Regions from separate parts of the Gossypium hirsutum genome. Here region 2 is linked to region 1. A link is a contact called in public Hi-C data. All regions are on one chromosome and are shown on one strand. The core of a region is the stretch at or near the end of the contact, and the rest is flanking DNA. Distances in the headings are between cores, read along the strand shown. Region 1 holds the start of LOC121224487. Region 2 holds the start of LOC107902021.

What was found. Hi-C and Micro-C count contacts between places; a contact is called where the count stands out from the background.
Region 2: a Hi-C map of leaf shows a contact between it and region 1, with 1.6 times the contacts expected there. The contact joins the promoter of LOC107902021 here to the promoter of LOC121224487 in region 1. A contact is called at or near these places in 3 of 34 Hi-C or Micro-C datasets (leaf, petal and seedling).

Annotation. Positions count from the first base shown.
Region 1 is chrD12:4,137,597-4,142,748 of Gossypium_hirsutum_v2.1, reverse strand. LOC121224487 reads right to left here and starts at 3,205. Exons shown (of 1, transcript XM_041107897.1): 1 at 2,111-3,205. The coding sequence starts at 3,205. The coding sequence ends at 2,111.
Region 2 is chrD12:4,330,532-4,335,683 of Gossypium_hirsutum_v2.1, reverse strand. LOC107902021 reads right to left here and starts at 3,234. Exons shown (of 5, transcript XM_016828245.2): 1 at 2,955-3,234; 2 at 1,489-1,785; 3 at 1,203-1,409; 4 at 937-1,065; 5 at 371-752. The coding sequence starts at 1,701. The coding sequence ends at 546. LOC107902020 (aquaporin TIP1-2) reads left to right here. Exons shown (of 2, transcript XM_016828242.2): 2 at 1-369. The coding sequence ends at 161.

The DNA of each region.
Region 1 (5,152 bases), core at 1,956-4,455:
ACCAAACAAAATGCTATCATCTGCAAATAACAAGTGTGAGATTGTCGGGCCTCTTCTACTAGCTCTCACCCCTTTAATCAACCCTTCTCTTGTTGCGTTCCTGATTAAAGATGATAAACCTTCACTGCAAATAAGAAAAAGAAAAGGGCTAAGTTGGCTTTTCGGAGTCCTCTGGTTGGTTTAAAAACTCTACCACTCCTCCCATTTGTAGTCACAACATAAGAGACTGTAGAAATACATCTTATTATTAATATCACCCATTCCTTTGCAAATCCCATCCTCATCATAACTTCCTTCAAGAAAACTCATTCATCTCTATCATAGGCTTTACTCATGTCCAGCTTAATCGCCATGAATCCTTTTTTCCCTTTGCGTTTTTGCCGAAGTGTATGTAGAATCTCATAGGCTATCAAAACATTATCCGAAATAAGCCTCCCTGGGACAAATGCACTTTGAGCACTGTCAATACATCTTCCAATGACTTCCTGGAGACGATTGGCTATAGCTTTGGCTATGATTTTATATAGAACTGTGCACAAACTAATCGGTCTAAAATCGGTAAGATTCGTAGGATTGGAATTCTTTGGAATAAGAGTAATCTTAGTTAGGTTTAACCCTTCCACATCTTTTCCATTGTTCAAAACTTCCAAACAGAAATTTCCAATATCTTCACCCACAATACCCCAGTATTTTTGAAAAAATAAAGCCGGAAATCCATCATTACCTGGAGCTTTTGTAAGACCCATTCCCTTTACTGCTATATAAATCTCTTCTGTCGTGAACTTTTCCAAGAGGGCTGTGTTGATATCCGAAGAGATACTGTTTTGAATACCTGTTAAAAGGTGGGAAGAATCTCCAAAACCATTAGTCGAAAAAAGCTTCTGAAAATACTGCGTAGCTATCTCATTAATTTCTGATTCCTCATTGATTCCTTTTCCATCATCACTATCAAGCCTACTGATTGTATTAGTTCTTCTCCGCATTGATGCATATTTATGAAAACATGCTGTGTTCTTATCTCCTAACTTCAGCCAATTAGCTCTTGCTCTTTGTACCCAATACATCTCCTCCTTATCGGTCTCCATACTCAAGTGGATTCTTTTTTCCATAATCTGGCTCATAACATCTTCATCAAGTTCCTTCTTCATTAAATCTTCAAGCTCTTTTGTAATTTTATCCGTCAGTCCCTTCCGTTTCTTCTTTATGAATTTTGCCCATTTCGTTAAATTAATCTGTAAGTTCTCAAGCTTCTCCAGAACCGATCCATTTGATGACTTCCAGGATTTCCAAATTTCTTCTTCTATTGATTCCTCTGTGGTCCACCAAGCTTCGAACTTAAAACTTGGAACTGTCTTGAATCTGCTTTCATTAGATGTGCTTATTAGAAGAGGACAATGATCCGAAAGAGTGGACGTTAAATGATGAATATTGCCCGTTGGAAATAAATCCATCCATTTTTCATTCGCAACACCCCTGTCTAATCTTTCTCGGATGTTCGTCTTTGGTAGATTCCCTCTTTCCCATGTATACCATATTCCTGAATATCCCAAATCTAAGAGATGATATTCTTGCAGAACTTCGCTAAACGCTGCCATATTCCTTTCCTCCCTCGGTTGACCTCCCCTTTTTTCAAATGAATAAGCTATTTCATTAAAATCCCCACTCACTAACCAAGGATACTCTCGCTCCCGTCCCAAGATCTTTAATAAACCCCATTAGGCATTTTTGTTTTGTGAATATGGTGAGCCATAAAACCCTGTGAATCACCAATCTTCATGAACACCTTCTTCTTTGACCAGCACATCGATATGACTTGTTGACATGGATTTAAGATTAATCTGAGCCTCCTCTCGCCATGCTAAGCAAATCCCACCCCACGTACCAACAGCTCCTACTTCAAGCCCATTCGTGAATCCACACCTTCTTCTAATTGCTTCCATACGCTTTTCACTTACTTTAGTCTCCATTAAGAAGACTAGTTGAGGATTATTTTACTTCAGTAAAAATCGAAGCTTTCGTACTGCCCGTGGACTCCCCAATCCACGGACATTCCAGCATATGATTTTCATTGTGCCCGGTCGGCTTGCCCATTGGCAGCCGCCGATCATGTCTAGTTGAAAAATTCCATTTGCAAATTAGTTTCATTCTCCGTGATTAGATCCTGTCCACCATGTCTCGCCCTTTTTGGATTCTCTTCCTGAGTCTCTTTTGTCCCGTATTCATCTTGTATTAACTCTGCCAATTTCTTTTTTTGCAATATACTATCTGCCTCATGATTTTTCATCATTCCCATTAATTTCATTCTTCTCCAACTAGCTTTCCTGGCTGAATTCAGATTATTGGCATTACTATTTACAGTATCTCCTTCATTGATTCCTTCTTCCTTTCGTATTTCTAAATCTGCAGCAATTGATGCCAACCATGCACCATCTTGGAGTCCTCTCATCATACCACTACTTTGCGCCCTGTACAAATATTCTTCCTGCTCCTTTGTAGTACCTCCAACATACAAGCATTGTGGTTGTAATTTTTTCGATAAAGCATTTAGCTTTAGACTCTCCTTTCCAACCAACGTTGACTCTGCTTTTAATGCTAAAGAGAAAGGTGGATCCTCTTCAATTTGGTTTTTCTCCGCAGGAGTAATTTCTAAGCAATCATGGAGACCATGCCCCAACCTACCACACCCAAAGCAGAAAATCGGCAGCTTTTCATACTTAAAAGGGATCCAGAATTTGTTCACATTCCCTATTGAAACAAAAACACCCCTGCGAAGGGGACTCTGTACATTTAACTTCACTCTAAGTAGACAAAACTCACCTAATATTTCAGATCTAATCACCCCTCCATAAGTGACTCCTATAGCATGCATAAGATCTTTTTTATCAAACTCTGGTAGACACGGCCCAATTTTAATCCAAAACGGAGATGAGACAAGTTGAATTTGATCTCTCATCGTTGGTTTACTCAGTCGATCAAACAGAATTAATTGTTTCCTAAATAACCATGGCTGGCCTTCTGTAATAGTCTCTAAGTCCTCTTCTAATTCAAACTCAATCAAAAAAAGGTTTTGTCCAACCACTTGAATCACGAATTTCTTCCTTGTCTTCCAAATACTCCTCATCTGTGCTTTGAAGCTATCTTGGTTGTAAGATTTCTTTGTCCATATAGAACATATCAGAGAAAAATTTCCGCTTAGCTCCACCATCGAACTTTTGACCGAAAGTTGAATAAGCTCCTCCGTTAATAGGGAGATCTCATCTCCCCCAAACCCCTCGTAACCACCACTCTCTATTATCCCAAGCCGCAGCAGCCACTGTTATCGCTAGGATACCAAGGATAGCACTCTTGGTTTCTAGGGTTTTTTGTATTATTTGTTCATTGAATACTTTTAGAAATTTAAAAGCATGATAAAAATAATTACAACATGATTTGTGCGTTAAATATTTAAAAAAACGTAATTGAAAAACAAGCAAAAATGAATTTTAAAAATATATTTTCAAATATTTTTTAAATACTTTTAAAATTTTTAAAATAACATAATTTTTAAACATAACATTAATTCACGTTTTAAAATTAGTTACTTATTTCAAAAAAATGCAATTACATATTATATATTATACGATGAGAAGATAATTGTATGTTGGTTTGGGTGTATAAATTTATATAGAATAATTTGATTTATATTTCAATTTTAAACATGAGTCCTTCTCACCCCTTGGTCCCAACCGGTTCAACTAATCCACATGATTTTTTTTCCCATCATGTTTACATTAAGCATAAATCTCCCCATTCTTTGTTTTCTTCAAAATAGTACTGCATCGCATTCTTTTTTATATCAACTCTACATTTCCATCTTTATCAAACCCTAGGGTTCTTTTATATATATATATATATATATGTAAAAACAAACTCAGGATTGTCCAACCAAAAAAATATAATTGACCATAAAATATTGTATTTATGGGGCTCAATTAAAGCGGGCACGAGAGTTGAAAAATAGGAGTAATGTGATGGAAAGTTGCTACAAATTTGGATTTCTAAAAAAAATAAATTCAATGCAAATTCTAAATATTATTCAAACATATTATTAACCTATGTATCACATGAGTATGAAATTCAGCATTATTAACAATGAAAACATTTATAATAAAAATTTTAAAATATTATATTATTTTTTTCATTCAATTTTTTTATATAATGTCTAAACTATCCATAAACCTCTTTCACTTGTAAATGCACAAGATAAAACTTGCTTACACATGTTCAACCCTATATGCTCAGTCGACTTAATTTTTTTTATATAGCTATATACTAGAAATTTTATTGTACCGTATTTAGAACACAAGTATACGTTTAAAAAGTATGATTTAAAATTAATAATAATAATGACTATATGTAATACATACAAAATTAAAATAAAAAAATAGTTTAAATTGTAATTTCAACTCAATCAACAACCTTATCAATATATACAAATAATGTAGGAGAAACAATTTATAAAAAAGAAAATCTGAAATAAAACTTGGAAAACTCTTAAAAAAAAAAACATAATATCCAAGTTATACCATAATCTCTAACATTATACTAATACCAAAAATTTCTAATGATATACTCTTTTTTTTTTCTGAGTGCATGGTGGAATTTTGGATTGCAAGGCAGGGGTATGGCAATCTCAATTATTTTTAAATTTTCATTAGCTTTTTAATTTTTTTTTTTAAATTTAATTAGTTTTTCAAAAATTTTGAAAAAATTCATTAAACCTTGTAAGCAGTTTCATTTATTTTTGGTCTGATATCTTGTAATTAAAGGTTTGATGCTGAATTTGAAGTTATGTATTGAATCATTGTTAAAAAATCTTTGGCTCGCTGAGTCACTCTTTTTGTTACTATAGAATGCCTCTCACTACGTTTTGAGAAATTGTAATGAAATTCTAAACATTATTTTTTGTAATACTCAAAATTATCTAATTTTGAATAAGTGATGTTAAAGTTAAAGTTAAAATTGATTTAAAAGTGAATAGAGGTAAATCACACGTGTTTTTTTTCTCCTGATACACCAGAGAATCTTGGGGATTTTATTTGTGTTGAGATGGGTTTTAATCGGGTGGGGAATTTTGGTATCTACCCTAAATTGTCATTGTTGCACAATAGAG
Region 2 (5,152 bases), core at 1,985-4,484, 190 kb before region 1:
TTTATTATGGCTTCACCAAGGGCTTACCCAAAGAAGGCCTTGTTTGGGAAGATGAAAAGCATGACATTAAGAATTTAGCCGCTCCTACACTTTGTTGTTGGGGACCTAGAAGTAGGACAAGTCAACTTAATGGGAACGTTTTGGAAATTGTGAGACGCTGAATCACTGATGGAGGCTACCGCCTACCAGGTGGAGTGTATTATTATTCTCATGGGAGACTGAATATATTTATCTCCAAAAGATTAAATCAGAGTAGCAAATTGAATAAAATTGGATGTTCTCTATATATTGGTAATTGGTGTGATCATCATGGACAATTTCTAGGGCTGTACCTGTATGAAAAGAATGTCAATGCTCCAAATAATGTCTGTTAGCTGATAAAACATGCATTAGGTTTAGTTACGTTAAGAGTAACATATTTCATTAACACAACCCAGTAAACTGCACAACAAATGACTTAAGCTAGTAGGTAAATGTACTTGATTAAACCAGAATTTATTGAACCTTTTTTTATTTCATGACACCTGATATGTGATGATAGGCAACTAGGTTGATGCCTGTAAAAGCGATAAGGATGATGGAAGGGGCTCATGAACAACAGAATTCGAAGAAACCGAGATGGGATTTCCCTCCAACTGCAGCATGATGCTCCCCATGATCTCTGTCAATAGTTTCGTGAACTCATCTTCTTTAATCATCTTCCCATCATCCGCGTCTATCCTGTTGAGAACATCAGCAACAACCTTGTCCATCTGGTGAATTTCAAAAAAGAGTTTTAGTTAGTGGAGTGAAAAAAAAACAAAGGTGTTTTAGGGCATGCCAATCTAGCAACCCTCCGGAAACCAGAGCTGAGTGTTGCAGTTTGCAAGCTTTTTGTTATGTATTGATGAATGTGAAGATGCAGGCGATCGAGATGTGTGGTTGCAATACCAATACCTGTTCAACAGCACCGATTTGAGTTAATCCAACTGATGGAGCCACTACATCTAGCACCACACGTAAATACTCCTTTGATATTTTCCCATTGCGATCCTTTGGCACATTTTCTAAACCTACATTCAGCAACTGTATTGCGAAAATGAAAGACTTGGTTCAGTAATGGCGGCACAAGAGAAAATGTAAAATCCGACATAAATATATACACACAGGGAAAACTAGGGTAAGACAAGAAAATACGAAAGCATGTATATGTATGTATATACCTTGTCTAATTCAAACTTGTTGGATAGTAGTCTTTTAATGCCACTTCCATCAAAGGTGTTTTCACTATGAGCAACAATCACAGGCTCCTCCTTGAGATTTTGAGCAACACGCTTAGCTACTTTCTTTGATTCTTCCAAGAAGGTTTCTTGAGAGACAGGTTGGTCATCCCATGATTCCAAAGCTGGTTCCACTATGTTCCTCATAACCTACACAAGCAGAAGAAAGACCAAATTCACATTCTCCTAATATTACTGACTGAAACGAAAGGTGTAAAAAGCCAAATACCCAAGAATCTGACGAAGGGGGCATTCCTTGATCAACTGTAAGTTTCTCCAAAGCCTTAGTAATACAATCACGCAACGATGCATCTTCACACTCTATCTGTGAAAATATAGACACCATCTCCGCTTCATAACTTGGACCATTGATGAATTCCAACAGATCTTCTCCATCCATACGGAGGATCACAATAGGATCCCGCTTCAAACCTGCAGCCATACCAAGTAGAATATCTGAAAGAGCCTCTTTAAGCCCAGTTTTGCTCACCTTTTGTTGTTTTCCATGGGTGAATTCTTTCAAAACCTGAAAAACATTTCTAAATAATGTCAGCTTCCATATCCCATCACCACTCTGATGATCCATCGTGTGATGATTTCAGTTCCTAATTCCCGATCTCTATTCACAACCTATAAACACATATGCAGAACCAGAAGCTTATGCGCTTATTTTATACGCTAATGATCGGAAATCATACTGGCACTGGTCCTGGACGTGGTCCAAGTCTTACCTGTTTTTATATTTCTCTATCATGAGAATAGTGCTCAATTGTCTCGTCTCCAATTTTTATCAACTCATTCTCCTAAAGGAAAGAGGGGACCCCCCGATAACTACCTTTATAGTGTATATGACCATATTGATCTCATTATTTAAAGGGAAATTTGAGTAAACGATTCACGAATTAGGTATAAAAGTGGAAGATGGTCCAATATTGAAGCAAGTACTTGCGTTTTCCCCACTAATCATGACATTCAAAACATACAAACAAGGCTTTCATTAATTTAATCTTAGTCCGAAGTGTGGCTTGATTGTGCACTTTTGGCCAATGGTGTCACAGTTTGATTGGATAACGAGGCAAGCAAAGTCTTAAATTAATCATTCATGGCTTGTATGCAGAATAAAGTTCCTAAAAGACAACCCTAGTTTCCACAAGATTCGTCACTAGATTCCTTCCCATATATGAAGATAAAAGGAAAAGGTAAAGCAAGTGTGAGTGGGAGAATAGCAGAAAGTCGCCCATATAACACCGACTGAATCAATCCATAGGTCGATTGTTCTCGAGCAAGTTAGAAATGGAAATTTTGACAATTAAATACCCCTTACAAGTCAATTGGTCAAAGCCTCAAAGGACAATGGGTTTTTTATACTTGTGACCTTGGTGGCTGACTGCCTGTATGTTATCCATTAATTTACAACTTACAAATGATACAGCGACAGCTAAAAGGTTGGATTATTGGAAACTGTAAGATTAGCAAATAAGATTACATTTTTTTTTATACTTGGTGCATCTAGACTTGGCTTCTTGTTTTTTTTTTTCTAAGATGATAGCATTAAAATTCGTTTAATAGAAATTCTCTTGTTACCTGTCTTAGCTAGGAAAAGAATCCTAACATGCATGAGCTTTACTTAAAGCACGAAAATAACCAAGAAAGAGATAGAAAATGAGGTAGGTGGGGTTTTGGGACAAGACAAACCTCAAAGTAAATAATATGATCTGAAGAACACTAAGCAGCCAAGCCAAGAGAGGCACTGACATCAACAACACCAGGTTGTACTGTAAATGCTTCACAGAAAGCTGACCATCACTGTCCTTACCAAGCTCCCTTGAACTTAAACTTCTTTAGGGAGGTTCCTCCTGTCCTCTACTACTTGTCTGCATTAATTCTCTTTTAGAACAAAAGCGGGTGGCTGTCTTGTGAGTTAAACAGCTAGGCCTCTTTATTTTTGCAGTGGCCTCTGAGTCAAATACGAATGGCCTTTTGACGGGTGCTTCTTTAGGCTGTTTTATATACAAGTCTCGATTTGGGGGTAGGACACGTGGGATGGTAGTGAGCCTCCGATAAGGGAAGTTAGATATGGGGAGCACAAAAAGTCCATCCCTCCTTTTTTACTTTTGTCACCTTCCCCCCACTTCGTGGTGACGCGTGGATTACTGTTGAGATTTTCTTTACCCTCGATGGATACGTGGTAATCAAATGTTGATGGAAGCCATTTTAAAATTTTATTTTGGATAAACTCTCACTTTAGTCCTGTAAATCTTTGTTTTTATCTTTGTTTGAAGTCATTCAATCGGTGACTCACAGCCAGGGGTAGCAGGTAGAAAAATTTTCATTTAAGTTTTCTTATAATTTATAAAATTTTAAATTAATAATAATAAAATTATATTTTATTTCTTTAAAATTAATAAAAATTTATTTTAATTTTTTAAAATTTATAAAAATAAAAACTATTAAAACAATAAAATTATAATTTTACTACATAAAAATATATAATCTAATTATACCCCTTAAAATAATTTCAACTTTATTAAGTGCAACCATGTTAAGAATATCAACTAGACCTAACCCTCAAATATATATAATTACTTATCTTTTCTATTTGTAAATCATCTTTTATTTTTTCTTTTCTTCCTTTCTTTTAAATTGTTAGTTTTTCATAACACAATTATTAGTTTTTTTTCCAAACATCAAGTTCAATTAACATAATTAATTTATAATATGTTATATTTTTATAATAAAATTATTGAACACTTGATTTTATATGATAAAATAATTGAATATTATTTTTATGCTAATAAGTGACAATTAAAATTTTTAATTTTAATGACAATATAATTAAAATATTTCGTTACGATAAAAATTTACTTAACAATAAACTAATAATTTATATGGACATCAATGTTTTTGGAACTAAACTGATACTCGAATTGGCTAGGTAACTGGTTCCGATTCAACAATTATTATGCATTATTGAAATTCATAAAAATAAAACAATCATTAAAAATTATAAAATCCGGTTTAGTCAGTTCGTATCGATTTGCAGTCAATCATTTTTTTTGCCTTGTTCTGGATTGATGTACCGACGATTGTCGGTCCAATCAATATGGCTAGTCGGTCCGGTCTAATTTTGAAACATTAATTGGATGCAAACATTTAAATTACGTAAATATATAATTATATGGAGTGTAAAACAAACTCAAACTCAAAATCGAAGTCAAAATAACCTGAACTTGAAAAGATCCAAACCCGAAATAACTCGATTTGAACCCACCCAAACCCATCGATTGCCACCTCTATTATTAATCATACAATCATTAATTATATAAACGTAATCAAATGAATTATATTTAGTCATACATTTAATGATCCAATTGAATTGTTTCTATGCTAGTGTAATGACATTATGTGCATTTGCCAATTATGTATATAATTGAATGAATTATAATATTAATTATATAATCTTTTATCGAATTGAGTTTAAGTACTATGTATAAATATAATTTAATGAATTATATAATTAATCTTACATTTAATGATCCAGTTGAATCATTTATGTACTAGTCTACTGACATTATGTGCATACACATTTCCTAATTATGAGCCTAATTGAATGAATTATATAATTAATCGTACAATTATTAATTCAATTAAATCAGTGAATGCATGAATGTAATGACATTATGGTGAGTAAGTAATTTTAAGAGTATTGATCAATTATACCTTCCTCAACCAAATGAATTATTATATTGATACTACAATCATTTATCCAATTGAACGACTTATATATAAATAATCTTAAGAGTATTGATCAGATCAAAATGCATTTCAGTTTGAATTTGAATTATTTCGAGTTTAGTTTCATGTCAAGTTTAAATAATGTTGAGTTTTAATAT